2 separate regions of the Mus musculus genome follow, and region 2 is linked to region 1. Evidence: chromatin contacts called from public HiChIP or PLAC-seq data. All regions are on one chromosome and are shown on one strand. Each heading gives the region's core, a stretch centred on a gene start, on an enhancer-like site or on the middle of the called end of the contact. The rest is flanking DNA. Distances are from core to core; before and after follow the strand shown. Region 1 holds the start of Tent5d (terminal nucleotidyltransferase 5D). Region 2 holds the start of Pou3f4 (POU domain, class 3, transcription factor 4).

Region 1 (7,409 bases), core at 2,685-5,184:
TAGAGACATATTTTAGTTATCATAACTTGTAGAGAAGGGTGAAGATTGAGGCCAGAAATGATAGGAAGCATCCTATCTACTATAAGATAACCCCATCTCCAAAAGAAGTATCCAGCGTCAAATGCCTATAGCAACATCTGAGAAACCTTTATCCAGAGATAAAATGGGTGGATCTATAAGAACCATGCAGCACTTCTCTTGCCTCTGCTTCCTGAGTGCTAAGTTTCCAGGCCTGGAACAGCACAACTGACCATATTGATTATGTTTAAAGTATTTTTGATCTGGCCTTCAGGATAACACTATCTACAAATCACTGAATATATAGATAGATAGATAGATAGATAGATAGATAGATAGATAGATAGATAGATAGATATCATTATTACTAAATGACTAAATGTAGTAAAATACAGAGGAATCAAATATTTATCAAGACTTTTAGTTGTAGCTCTAATCAATTTACCAGATAAAATAGTAAGTGCCATGTGAATGACTTTGATAGAATTCTGACTGGAGAATTAGACTAGGGTAAAGAGTTGTATAGTTACAACAAAGTAGTAAAAAATTAACTATAGGTAAATATACAGGTTCAGTGGCTTCTAAATGGAATATAAGAATTCAAGACAGGTTTTTAAAAGAGCTATCTTTTCCTTACTTTGTCTTCATCCACACTTCTCAAAAAAAATCTTTTACTTCTCCACTTAACAATTTTCTTCAAACAGTGCCTGCATGATAAAATAATAAAGAAAAGAGCTTATTTAATAGTGGGTTTCTCTGCACATTTATGCCCATATTGAAGAATTTCTCAATCATGCAATTTTCAAAATTATTGTGGAATCATTCTAAAGTAGAAAGTATCTCTAATAACAGCAAATGCTTTATTCTTCCTTATCATATCATCTTTTAAGAATCAATCAAATCTTTTAGTGGTAAAGTGTAATTTTAATTTGATTAGTCAACTATTCAAAAGGTTTCCTGACAGGGAAATTTATAAGTCTTGATTGCTTTGTGAGAATCCGAGGTTACCAAAAATATTCTTCTGATAATATATATATATATATATATATATATATATATATATATGTATATGTATATATATAACCATCAAATATCACCCTTTATTATTTAAATAAGAAAGAAATCTTAACACAAAGAATAAATATCTACATATTATTAATGATCCAATGTTTATTTTTCTCTTTATAGTCATGTGAATTTTGCAATCAACTTTTCATCTTGTCTCCTAGAAACATTTCTCATTTTATAAACATAAACTGAATGAGTTTTAGGTCACCTATGTCAACCAATCAGACCTATTCCTTTTGTTTGTATTAGTTTTGCTAATTTTATTTCTTTCAGGCGAATATTTTTTTTAAATCATCATACTATGTACTTCTGGCTGACCTAGGCCTTCGTATTTAGACCAGGATGACCTCAATAGCAGCACTTCTCTTGGCTCTGACTACTGAGTGCTAAGTTTCTAGGCCTGGGACACCACACCTGAACATATTGCTTCTGTTTAAACTATTTTTCATCTGCTCCTCTATTTGCCTTAGCAAATAGACCTTTATCTCTTCAGTAGCTCCTCTAATCTCTTCCATCAGTTACTTGAATAGTTCTTTGCTAGTACAATTTGCAAATGAAATCTGAAATGGCAGAACAAAAAGTTTTTCCTATTACGAACTAGAACGCTTCTCACTTTATACTTCTCTAGCATTTCCAAAACAGAAGTTATTTCTCCATAGAGAAGCTGTAAAGATTGCACACCAGTTAAGACAATTTGTTTCTCCTGAACTCCTGTACAGCTAGCCTGTTGTACATATTCAAAAGAAGTGCATTAGAAACCTAGGAGACCAGGTTGTAACAAGGCTATTTGTTCAAAACATGCTTATGCAAATCATCTTTTAAAAGCTTTGGTTGTTGTTCTTATTATTTTTGTCACTATTTTCTTATGGGTAAAGATGTCAACAATACCTGCTAAGGTTACTACAGAATATGAACTACTATATGAAGTAATTATGAGATCCTTTATAAACAGTTCAATTTCTTCTCAACTAAGGTATTAATTCAATAAAGAATTTATTATTATATACTTGAATATCCAATTATACTATGTAAATAGAGGAAAAATATTGACCTTTGGGTCCATCTCTGAATTTATTTTATCATAATTTAAAGAAGTTCAGATTATCCACCTGATGTTATAACAAGAACAGGAAATCTGAGAAAAATTATAAAGAGATACACTATTCCCATTCCTGGTGCATTCCTATTCTTTCCTGCAATGGAGCTTAGTTTCAATAAACCATTACATTTTCTAGTCACTTTAGTAAATTTTGCTAAAAAGCCACAAAAGCATTGTCACAAAGCAGTCAAAACAAATATTAATATTTAGTGTCTAGGATCTAAAGATTATTTTATAAATATTTTCACTTAAAATACTTATTCATGTAACTGACTCAATTATAAAACTGACCATGATTAAAATCAGATAGTCAAGAAAATATGAAGTTAACTTTGGGATTTAAAACATAAAAGACCTCATAAACGTAAAATACCTTCTAGGTGTTTAGTACAGACGATAACAGTTTTGTTTTGTTTTTTACTTAAGACAGACAGCAGCAGCAAACACTCTCTATAAACAAGGACCTTATAAAAGAGATACTTCTTGAAAAAGTTTATCGTTTGAAAAAAATTTTAATTTAACGTTTATTTTTATACATTGCATACCTATAACTCTAACAACAGCATTTTAAAACTCACATATGTTTAAGTTTTGGTAGGTTGTTCTAGTATTTATGGTTTTACTGAAGGAATGATGTTAAAAATAGTAAGTGCTAAGGGAAAGTCTTTCCAGACAGATATCTTTACCTTTAACCCCCAAAGGTAGTTTTCCAGCAATGAAGGCAACTGTTTAAGGCACACAGAGAACTGATGAAATTTCCAAAGCTTTCAGTTTCATAAGTCTTGTTCTCCAACTATAAAGTGAGATGCAAACCTAAAAATAACCTTTACACGGTTCTGCCTATTGAAATGATTTCTAGACTGTACTTCCCAGAACTTTGTATTGAGCAAGGGTTCTCTTTTTCTTTTAATGAAACACGGACAGTTAGAAAACAGTCTGAAGCTTTTTACCAACTATCATTAACACAAAATAATAAAATATTCACTTTTAAAGCCAGTTTTGTTAAAAAAAAAAAAAAGAAATAATCCTAAGGATAAAAAGTGTATGGCATTGTGCACATAATTCCACAGGTTGAATTTAAGAATGAGGTAAATGACAAACTTCTGAGATTTAGCAATTACGACAATTACACTAACTTTCAGAGTAATATATGTAATTTCTATGACACTAAAATTGAAATGCCACAAATCTGCTTAAAATTCCCTCTTTTCCTAAGTCCAGAGAGTGCTTCTAATAAATCCACCTCTGGACATTTCTGAAAGTCAAAGGAACGTAAAATACGCCAAGCTCTATCTACGACCACCCCCATTACTGCTCCCACCCATTATAGAGATTTTATATTAATTTTAGACCATACATCAGCTGTGCTTAAGAAAAATAAAATTAAACCAACTAATATGAGAAAAAATTTCGAAGCAACATTACCTCTCAAGTAGAGCCGGACTTTTCCTCCTTCCCCTTCAACCCTACAACTCTAAGGTTCAAGATTGTTTAAAAAACCTCAACATTACCCACCACACTAACCCCTCGAGCCGTTCTTTTACACTGTCAGAATTTTTAAAAAGTACTTTAAAAGTCCTATACCTTTGTCTTCACCCTTTAAGACTTAAGCTCTGAGAGAAAGGGATGAGGGACGACCAGGACTGTGTGAAATCTGAGGTACGAGGTGGGCGGAAGGCTAAGCGGCGTCCAGGTTGACAAAAGAAAGAACTAGAAGTCCGGTGGGATGCCGGACCAGGTTTAGCGCAGTTATCCTGAGCGCACGTGAAGCATCTAAGTGGGAGGGACCTAAGCTTCAGCTCTCGGACTCCACCGCCCCCAAGCGACCAGAGCCATCCTAACCGAAGCGACTCACTGCAGCCATGTTGGCGTCGTCCCAGTCCCGCCTCTCTAGCTCGTGGGACTCCACCCACCACGGGTTCTAAACCGAAACAGGAAGTGGGCTAGGATCCCTCGAAACCCGCTACAACCGCCACCCTCCGCGCGCCCAAGCGACCCACAACTCGCGGGTCCAGCCCCTGTCCCGCGTGTTACCTGCCCCTCCCCCTCCTCCCGCCCGGTGAACTCGAGAGATCATGTCGAACATGGAGAGTATCCTTTCTGTTGGTCAAGATGCTACCAGGGCCTTGGGGGCTGGGGAGGGGGGGGCGAAGGCAGGGGTGCTGGGGACACGCCCAGGGGCTTGACCCTTTGGGCCCGCACGTGGGGCGAGGGAGCTGTGATGCGGATGGGTAGGCTCCAGCGGCCTGGGGTTGGCCTTTTTTTTATTTTTTTTATTTTTCACCCTCCTCCTCGCTGCGGCCGCCGCCTCCGCCTCCGCTGCCATCCTCGAATGTGGGGAGGGTCAGAGGAGCCAGTGGACAGACAGAGATAATTGAGCCCGTACCGCCCCTTGTTGAGGATTTCTGTCACCTGCCTTATCAGTGAATTTTTGGCCTCTTTGAAATTGACAGGGAATGGTGCCAGGACCTAGGGGAGGCGACTGGAGTTTGCCTATGGCTCCAGGCGGAGGTGTAGGTTCTCAAAGCGTACGTGGACAAACTGCTTTTGGCGAACTGCCCTTTAATGACTGCAGGTGACTGGTGATGAGGTTGAGCGATTGCTACGAACCCTCCGAACTAACTGTGCTCGCTTTCTGTTCCCGCTGCATTCTAATTTAACACTTGAGGAAATTCAGGTTATTCCTGAAGCCATAAAGTCCATCAGCCAAACCTGTCTGGCCACTTGGGCAATTAGTAGGGGCTAAGAATAAAGCTTCCTGGTGACGTCATGAACACAATTTGGCTTTCTTTTTCTTTTTCACTACTTAAATTCCATCACAGAAGCTCCATGTTGCTGTAATTTTTGCTCCTTCCAGGGGTTGGCTTTAGAGAAAAATAAAATAAATTGCTTTTTCTTCAACTCCAAGATAGCAAAAAGATAAACCATGGGTTATGGTAACTGTTCTGTAGCTCGTGTTAAGCTCTTTTGGCGCTATTAGTCTATAAGCCTGAAGTACAGGTAAAAATGGTTTTTTGATGGGTTCAATTTTATGTCATCCAGTAAATCTTGCAGCACTAGTCAGGATATGCTGTACATTAAAGTGCTAGCCTGGAGGAAAGGTGCAGATCATGAAAAGATGACCAAGAGAGGTCCTGTTTCTACTGCATGTAAAAAAAAATAGTGACTGTAGTATAGTTTTAATATTAGCATAAAGTGACAAGCACTTTATTGAACTCTGAGTCAAAATATCAGTTTTATTTCCCAAGTTCCTTGAAACAACAGTTTTCTGAATTAAGGCATGGTGTTCATCCTCTGTCACCCACTTGACTCATTTGGGAAGCATATTGTCTCACCTTTCAACCCTAGAAAGGCATTTTTAAAGTAAAAAGAAATGGTAGTGCCTACTGAATTGTATTTTTGAACATAATCTGAAGTATTAGAGATTTGAAGAGCTTTAAAATTATTAGCTCTCTTTTTTTTTCCTAGAAAATTTGAAAGGATTAGAGGCAGTAGCTTCAAAAGCTTTTATTTCATGTTCTGAAAATATGGAAGCAGGCTATTTTTACTTTGTCTAGCCTGCCTTGTATTCCCAGTAACAAAATATGTAGTTACTATTTTTTCTTTCTTTCTTTCATTTTTGGTTTTGTTTGTTTGTTTCTTTGTTTTTGAGACAAGGTTTCTCTGTGCAGTTCTGGCTGTCCTGGAACTCACTTTGTAGACCAGGCTGGCCACCTGCCTCTGCCTCCCAAGTGCTGGGATTAAAGGCATGCGCCACCACGCCCGGCTGGCTGTTACTGTTTTTTCAATGAAAAGTTTTAACATGTTCATTTTCTAACTCCCAGAGTCCAGTCAAGTGCTGCTCCTATTTACATGGCTGTAGGCTCGTCCACGTCCACTCAGGCATGGGCAACCATTTGAAGAAAAGTGATTTCCCCCAACTGCAATAGCCTCAGTTGCTAGTACCTCCTCAGCTAGAGGTGGGGCCTGAGTAGTCCTTCTCCTCTTTTATCAGTGCTTGGATTTTAATGGGCTTGAACTTGTCTAGGTAGTGTACAGCTAACCATAACTTCTGGGTGTTCTTGTTGTGTATTTACTATAGCTAAGTCAGGTCCAAAACACTATATTGTATAATACTTCTTAAAAAATTAATATAAGTACATCTGTACCTAATAACAATGGCCTACTCTTTCATCTATTATGTAAAGTAGTAAGGTTTAACTTGATCCAAACTATATAACTACTCATCTTGGTTCATTTATGTGTAAACCAGACCCCCCCCCCCACACCCCCACCACAGTATAGCGGTAGGAAATAATATGGACTCAGACCTACCTTCCATAAATAACACGAAGTAAAATTTGAAAAACACCTTACCTTTTATAAAACGTAAAATTCTCACTGTACTGTTAGGAAGCTTGGCTGTGATTAAATAGTTTAGTTGCCTTTGATTAAGTATGTTAATCTCTTTGTACAATAGTAAAGCTCACTTTAAATTTTTAATTGAAGTCAGATTTAATTACTGTGACGTATATCTATAGGTCTTAGTGTTAAGTTAATTACAGGAATGAGAAATTAGTAGATAAATAATTAAGGGCTACTCCCATGGTCCGTGCTGTTGTTCCTCCCTTATTACCTCAGGTATATGTCATTTTAATATTGGAATTCAGTGTGATTCATTAACAGGAACTTTCTAGTTTTCTTAGTCTAAACTGATGTCCTTCCAAAGTCTAAGATCTTAGGACTAGCGTTTCCTACCAGTTACTCCTGTTCCTTTCTGCATCGTTATACCCTTTATTTAAGCATCTCTACCCTTAGAAGGTTGTTTACTTAACTCTTTCCTTAGACTATGAATTCCTGGGGAATGGGGCCATTTATCTTCAAATGCTCATTTGCATACACAGCGCTGGTCCCATAGTAGACAAAAAAATGAGCAAATGACTTTCTGTTAATAGTTAATTATTAATATAATTGAATTGGGATCTTTCTTATAGACCAAATCATATCATGGATACATGAAATTAAACATACTACTTCTATCTTTTAGCAGCTTTTGATCTGGGGCCAGAGGTCACACATCTGTGAATCTAAATACCAATTTAAAGTAACTCAGAATTCAGATGAATGCTAATGTGTAGACTTAGTTTAACATTGTATGCACAGTTTTGAATATTATTATGTCTGTTTTTCTGGCGACATTATCTGTAGCTATAATATTTTTAGGCATTCTGACTTGAGGGTGGTT
Region 2 (7,409 bases), core at 1,572-4,071, 3.0 Mb before region 1:
TTCATTTTTTTTTCTTTTTTGTATACAGTAATACGGTACACACAGCTATCTACACACATACGTTTGCACGCGCACACCACACACTCACAGAAATACATACACACAGATTTTTAAAAGAAAAAAAAAAGCATAAACTTAGCCGCCCAGGCGCTCGCTAGCTCGCTCGATCTGCGCCTTGGGCTTCCACCAGCTGTGCTTGTCAAAGACACTGAGAAGGGCTCCCTAAGAGCTTACTCAGACCTTGGTATGTACAAGAGGGAGGAGGTGGTGTGCGGCTGGACCAGAATCTTCGTGACTTTTGCCAATTATTTTATTGTCTCTCCGCACGAAGCTGAAGATGCCTACCCCCTCACCACCCTACCGAGAGCGTTTCTCACCCTGAGAGCGAGCGGCGAACTGGAGGTGAACTGAACTGGGAGGCGCTGGCCCAATAGGGCGCCAGAGTCTTTGGGTAGTGGTCTCCTTTGAAAGCCACCATTTGTGAAGGCCAAGTCTTTCATCTAGGAGAGTGTACATAGGGTAGCGCAGGTTGTCAACCCGACTAAGCTGGCGGCCTGTGGGAAACTTCACGCACAGGCATTCACGACCTTGGTGAATTCAGAATCCTTCAGGTCGCTCACATCCCATTCTTCGCGCCACAGCTGAATCCTTCTGGGGCACCGGGATCTGTGCTGTGGAAGCCTTCCAGGGCTCCACAGTTCCGTGAAAGTCGGGGGAGGGGGCAAAAAAGCAGCGAAATAGCCTTCAGGCTACTTTGCAAACCTATTCAGTTTGCTTGTTCTGCCCATATAGGCACTCAGTTCCGGGGGGGAAAATAGAAGCATCAACAACTTTCTCCACCATATCCTCTCCTCAAGTGTGGGAGTGCAGGAGGTGAGCATTTTTCTCTCTCCTCCTTTCAGCCTCCCTCCCTTTTTAAGCAATTAAAAACCCATCAGCTCAATGAAGAAATAATAATAATAGCAATAATAATGTGGAGTGGTCGATTAGATACAAATTATCTCACAAATATTGTGTACAGCTTGTAGTAAAACACCGCAGACAATTAGAAACGCTATAGAAGTTTTAAAAAAATGCAAAACTAGTCTATTGTAAAACAGATTTCACCTGAAATACAGCTGCTATAACCAAGGCGCTGAAAGGTTATTCATAGGCACACATCTGTCTTCCCACCCTCCCCCGCCCCCCACCCGTTACCCAGCTCCTTGCCCTTCTTAGAGAGGAGCAACCAAACAAATCTTACTCAGAGTAAACAATATATATTGATCAGCAGAAAAAGGTTGGAGGGAAATTGTCCTGGCAGCAGGGAATACAGGGTCCCCACCTGGACTTCTTAATATAATTGTGTTTCAGAGTTGAGAAGCCTGAATGTGTGTGTGTATGTGTGTGTGTGTGTGTGTGTGTGTGTGTGTGTGTGTGCGCGCGCGCGCGCGCGCGCGTGCGTGCGTGTTTGCCTGAGCGCGCGCGCGTGTGTGTGTTTCTTTTCTTAACATAAGTCATAAGAAGTTAGAAACCCCTGTGAAAGAAAAGAAGAGCTAGCAAGCTAGAGAGATAGCAACAATAAAGGATGTAATGCTGAAAGGAAGGTAAAGAGAGAATTGTATCAGCACTGCTCCCAGTGCAGCGGGCCACCTCCTTGCTTCCTCCAGTCAGAGATCGTGGCAGGACGCGTCTGTTTTCACCGTGTGCGAATAAACCTCGTGTGGCTGCTGATCCCCTGGCGGAGTCATTCTTTTTTCTTTTTGTCTTCTATTACAGAACCAGACACGCACCACTTCTTTCTCCAACTGGAGACTGTCTGCCAGCGAGGAGATCTCCTGCGCTGCAGGCTTGGGACACTTGAGGAAATGTGTTTCCAGTACGCCCTTGACACTCACCTCGATGGAGGTTCGCTTCTTGCGTTTGCGGCCTTGAGCAGCGATCTTGTCAATGCTGGTCGGGCTTCCTGTGGATGAATCAGCCTCCTCCAGCCACTTATTTAATAGCGGTTTCAGCTTGCACATGTTCTTGAAGCTCAGTTGTAAGGCCTCGAACCTGCAGATGGTAGTCTGCGAGAACACGTTGCCATACAGTGTGCCCAGTGCCAGCCCCACGTCGGCTTGCGTGAAGCCCAACTTGATTCTTCTTTGTTTGAATTGTTTGGCGAACTGTTCCAACTCATCAGAGGTTGGAGTCTCTTCATCAGAGTGGTCCTGGCAGTGGTGCGAGCCCAGCTCACCATGGTCTGGAGGCTCCCGGAGCACTGGATGCAGGCTCTGTGTGGAGGCAGCAGCTGGTGGTGGAGTGAGTCCCCCGTGCTCCAGCATACCGCTCACGGTGAAGCCTGGCTGCGAGTACACATTGAGGGGTTGGCCGCTGGACGTGATGGACGAGTTTGGAGCAGGGCTCGCTCCCCAGGCGTTCGGATGGTTAGTGTGCGGCGAGTGGTGGGCTACGTGCGGCGAGCGGTGATGGATGATTGCGCCCAGTTGCAGATCTTCGCGTCCCGGCTTCACGTCTTGCTGGTCCAGGGGGCTGGTGGCCAATGTGGAGGACCACGGGCCCCCGTCGCTAAGACTGGTCACCCAGTGATGCCCGAGGGGATGCCCATTGCTGGGAACTCCCTGCAAGTAGTCACTTTGGAGAAGTTTCTGAGGATTGCGGAAAGGACTTCCCTGCTGCATGCCCGCGGAGTCCGCATGGACAAGGGAGCTGGAACTGAGAATGCTGTAGGGATTCGAGGCAGCTGTGGCCATGGTCGATGAGGATCCTCTACTAGTTATAATGTGGCAAAGGGAGCAGCTTCAGCCTTTGACATCTATGGTGCGGGGGAACCAAAGCCGCTAGCGCGGGTTACCGGCACCCGCGGAGGCCAATCGCAGTGCGACTTGGCCTGGCCAGGCATAAACACAGCCAATGGTGGTGCGGGAGGCCGAGCTCGCTTTCCAAATTAGGCTGGCAAAGCTCGGGAGTTTCAGTGAGACCCAAGCAGGAAGTGAATCAATCTTTAGGCTCCATTGGCTGCCTAGCTCAGAGTGGCAGCGGCTCTTTTAGTTAACCCTTTCCCCCCTCCCGGAGACTACAAGGCTGTTAGTGGCAGAGAATAAATAGAAGGTAGATATTTGTATGGAGGGGCAGCGAGGAGGCTAACTTCAGTTTCAGGTCGCCTTTTAACTTATTTAAATTAAAACAAATAAATAAAACAAATTAAAATATCATTTTGATCTTAATGCATGAAAGAATTCCGGTTTAGTTAGCGTTTGGGTTAATGTGTGGACAGGGAAAATAAAAGGCATCTGCAAACTTTGAGCAAAGAGCGATGTCTTAGGTCAGAACCCCAAATAAAATTTCCATGATCCAATAAACGTTATCCCAGTATATGTTGCTCACTTATATTTCATTTATAAGAAATTAAAAAGCTTAAACGATACCCCCCCCTTTTTTTTCTTAAAATTTAGATTCAGTGTATGAAGGTTTTGGAATGTAAATCTTAAAGTGATCTTTGGAAGACTCAGTCAGTTTGAAGTTTGCTGGTTAATTGGAAACCTGGCTTTATCTTGGCTCCCCTGCCAGTTTCCATCAGAGGTCTCTCCACTATGCCAGGGGAGCTGCTTGCTGAAGCCCGCAGTCATCTTTCACGCTCACCCCGACACACTGAAAACCCACTCCCCCACTCCCAGTAGGCAGAAGGGAAGGCATTCATAACACCATGCCTGCCTAATGCTGCCCCTTGACAACTCTTTGAAACATTTGTATCCTGCTTCCTTGGCAGTGAGAAGGAAATATTGAGAATCATGCTTCCTCTACGAATTTCTGAAAATTTAGAGAATCAGAGAGGAGAAATGAGGAGAGAGGGAAGAGAAGAGCAGGGAGATGAAGGGGGTGGGGGAAAACTGGAAGAAATCCGGTGAGAGAGATCTTGGTGGCTAGACATCTTTTTCAACTCCTCCATCCCTCCACAACTGCCACAAAGCTTGAGTTAGCTTTCAGCCTTGGGGACCCAACTGTTTTTCAAATTTTGGTTAAAAGAAAGGCTTTTATGAGTCAGAGTAGACTAACTCCACTACCTTCACAGCCCCATGTAAAGGTGTTGTTGCTTGGAAGCAGAGTTAGGAGAAATGCAAAGATTTTAGAATTACACTAGCAGCTGGGAAAAAGCAAAACACACTACCCCACACCAAATTTGAAGTTTTAAAAATGCCCTTTTGTTTTGTAATTTTGGAGGCAACCTAGCTGTGTAATTATATTTGCTCTTACAGAAGACGGCATCAGAGTTCCCTTATTGGTTTGAAATTCCATTAAATATATTGCAAGAGCTCCTAGGTTAAGCTTGATTTAAATTTGCATACATTTTCATATATTTAGCTGAAATAAAAGAAGGCTTGCAGCTACCAGAAAGTCATTAAGGCATTAGTTTCTCTAAGAAGACAGATCTGAAGAAAATGCAAGAAAATGAGAAAAAAAAAATAAGAACAAGGTGAGCTTATTCTGCCATTCCTTTATATAGCTAAGGAGCATCTATTTCCTATGAAATTGGTGATTATTTTTATGACAGCATAAAGTAATAGGAGCGGAGATTGGTAAATGTAAATGGCGTTTCTTAGGGGAGAAAACCTTGCATCTGTTTGAAATCTTTCTTTTGCTCTTAAAGATAAACACTTAGTAATTACTGGCAGAGAGGATCTTTCGCCATCCTCCTTGCTCCCTCATTGAAATTGTAGGTTCATTTGCTGATGCCCTATTGTAAGGGCTTATCTGCTTTTAACCTAGAAATCGATTCATTCCCTCTGCCTCTCCCTCTCTCCCTCCCTCCCTTCCTTCCTCCCTCTCTCCCTCCCTCCCTTCCACCCTCTTGTCCTTCCCTCCCTCCCTCTAACACTCTGGTGCGCAGACACTCTCTCTCCATCTCTGTGTGTCTGTTTCTACCTCTCTTCTCTTTTCTGTGGAGGAATGAGGTAGGCTGTTTCTTACTGCTGAATGTATGCATAATCTTTTTACAAGAATGCAATCCAATTTGTGCCTGAGCTTATGCTTCTGAAGAAATAAGAACTCATTAAAATCAAACAAAAAGAAGTTTTCGGTGCTCGATTATGCTGCCTGTTTGGTGATCCGTTTGTTAGTATTTGTTGGGTCAGCTGAAAGGTCAGAGGAAATGTGTTGAAGAAATGTATGTGCAAAACTCTGATCATTATTATTGCCATGTTCTTGGTATGTTCCCCACCCCCACCCAGCAGCTGCTTTTGGGTGAAAGAATTGCTTATCTCAGACTGGCTGTTAAGAAGTTAAAGATAATTATCTGATAAATAATTTTGGTTAAAAGGGGGTCCTTTTCTAGTTTGGACTTGCAGGAATTTTTTGGATTCCACCTTCCTCTTAGTCATGGCCTTGCTTTGATAACTGGGTTTTGCTAGTAAAGCAAAAGTAGCTCAGACCATTAGTTCCAAGTCTGGAGGTAGGGGGAGGGTAGCAAAGAGGGGACATCTATACCCAGAAACAGATTTCTCACAGCCCTATGTTTTACTTTTTAATTTAACATAGATGTATATTAGGAACAGTAATCATCTTTCCTTTTTCTCTTCTTTTCCCCTGCTTATCCTCTTGCATCTTCTCTCCTTTCCTCTCCTCTCCCCTCTTCCTACTTCTCTCATTTAAAATTTTTTTATGAATATAGATCATGCCTATTGCATTAAGTGAAATCACTCCCTGTGACAACTGTAACAAAATCTTCGCTTGAATGTGAGGTATTTTGCTTTCTGAAGAAAATATCTACATGTAGTCAAATCTTGCTGTTCTAACTAATCTACTAGAGAGGTTTCCTTCGCCCTCTCCTGTCAGTCTAACTTCCCAAGTGTAACAGATGCTGCTCTCAAGAGCTCCTTTCTGTGGCTTCTCTTTATTCAGCCTTGCATATTTCTCCCCATGATCTGGGTTTCCATAGAGAGAGGAATAAAAGGGGGGACCATGGTCACAAATCCCCTGCCCCATGCAAAATAAAAGAGCCTCATTCAATAGACGACCCTGTCTGGACATGGGAGAAAAATAAGTCCAATCGAAGCTACTGTTGCAAAGAGCTGGTAACTTATTTTTCATAGACTGTAATTTGCCTTAAACTCCAAGTCACCCCTACCAAGCTTGCTCTCCCTGGCATCTGGGCTAAAGGCATATCTTGATATGCTCCTCATCGTGAAGTTCACTCTAGGTCCTCAGTCTGATTTCCCCATTCCCTCTAGAGCTAATGGTTTGAATAATATGACAATAGCTATCAAACCTACAGGGCTGGGGGAAGAAGCTAAAAGTCACTCTAGATAAGAACTGGGCTTTGAAGTAGAGGAACTGTAATAGTAGTGAATCCACTAGCTTTCTCCAGCAAGAGTGCAGAAGTTTCAATTCCTGGATCATGAAAGCACTGGGCAACATCTTCATTCCCTGTTGAGTTGTTTCACACTCCACTTTCCCACCCCACATTTTTCATACCCCTTCATTCTTCTCAATGAGGGCAATATAATTCTTTTGGAAAAGAAAGTCAGACTGGCTTGATTTACTTATACTTTTGTTTATTTTTAGCTTGGGAGTTTCTGATAGTTTTCCCTCCTCACAAAATTGAATGATGTAAGTTTCTGAATGTCACGGCAGAAGCTCAAGCCCTCTGTTTCCAAGCAAGGAAGGATTCACAAAAGAAATTAAGCAGATTAATGTAATTCAGGCTCCTGTAGAAGCATGCTAGCATGGCTGCAGCTGAGCAGCCTGCATCCAGACTGATTCTGAAAGCACCCCAGCCATAGTGATCATGACTCCTGCAGATTTAATATTTGAGTGTAGATTATTAAGGTTCTCATTATGTGTACAAATTGGTGAAGGGAGGAGAAAGGCTGTTGGGAGCTGAAGCTGGCAGAGGGTGGGGGTGGGGGGTTGGGAAAGGCGTCTAAAAGGCCAGATTTCATTGTGTGTAATATAGCATGAAGCTGCAGACAGTAGGACGTGGCACGTGGGCATGACCTCTAGACTGAAAACTTCACCTTCACCACAAGTTCACTTTGGAAGCAGGACAAGTTAGATCGGGTTTGCTAGGGACAAGTGTATCTTTTCTTTTTGAAAGCCAGGAGAACATAAAGAAGGGAACACAATTGAACAGCTTCTGAAAGCAGCAGAGAAAGAGGCATTTTCTCCCAGTATCTGTACATTGAGCTCATAAGACATTTTGGATTGGAGGCACAGCTACCCTTCAGAACAGCATACTCCTCACTGTCGCTCATCTTATGTGTCCCATTCTTTTCTTTCTTTCCTTTTTATCTGTCTTGTATTTTTCTTCTTTCTTCCCTTTCCATCTTTCTTTTTGTCTTTATATTCTTTCTTTAAAAAATATAGCAAGGTAAAATAAGAAGCTCACAATATTATGGATGATAATTTAAAATATAATAATTTAAACAGCA

Evidence for each region. HiChIP or PLAC-seq counts read pairs in DNA pulled down with a chosen protein or histone mark.
Region 2: a contact with region 1 is called in an H3K4me3 HiChIP or PLAC-seq map of embryonic forebrain, with 8 times the contacts expected there. The contact joins the promoter of Pou3f4 here to the promoter of Tent5d in region 1. A contact is called at or near these places in 1 of 39 promoter capture datasets (hippocampal neurons) and 2 of 115 datasets of contacts at active chromatin or transcription factors (astrocytes and embryonic forebrain).

The regions. Positions count from the first base shown.
Region 1 is chrX:107,813,002-107,820,410 of GRCm38.p6, reverse strand. Tent5d (terminal nucleotidyltransferase 5D) reads right to left here and starts at 3,934. Exons shown (of 6, transcript NM_001163104.2): 1 at 3,770-3,934; 2 at 656-725. 2610002M06Rik (RIKEN cDNA 2610002M06 gene) reads left to right here and starts at 4,077. Exons shown (of 8, transcript NM_025921.3): 1 at 4,077-4,276. The coding sequence starts at 4,261.
Region 2 is chrX:110,809,791-110,817,199 of GRCm38.p6, reverse strand. It overlaps Pou3f4 (POU domain, class 3, transcription factor 4), which reads right to left and starts at 2,821. Exons shown (of 1, transcript NM_008901.2): 1 at 1-2,821. The coding sequence starts at 2,735. The coding sequence ends at 1,650.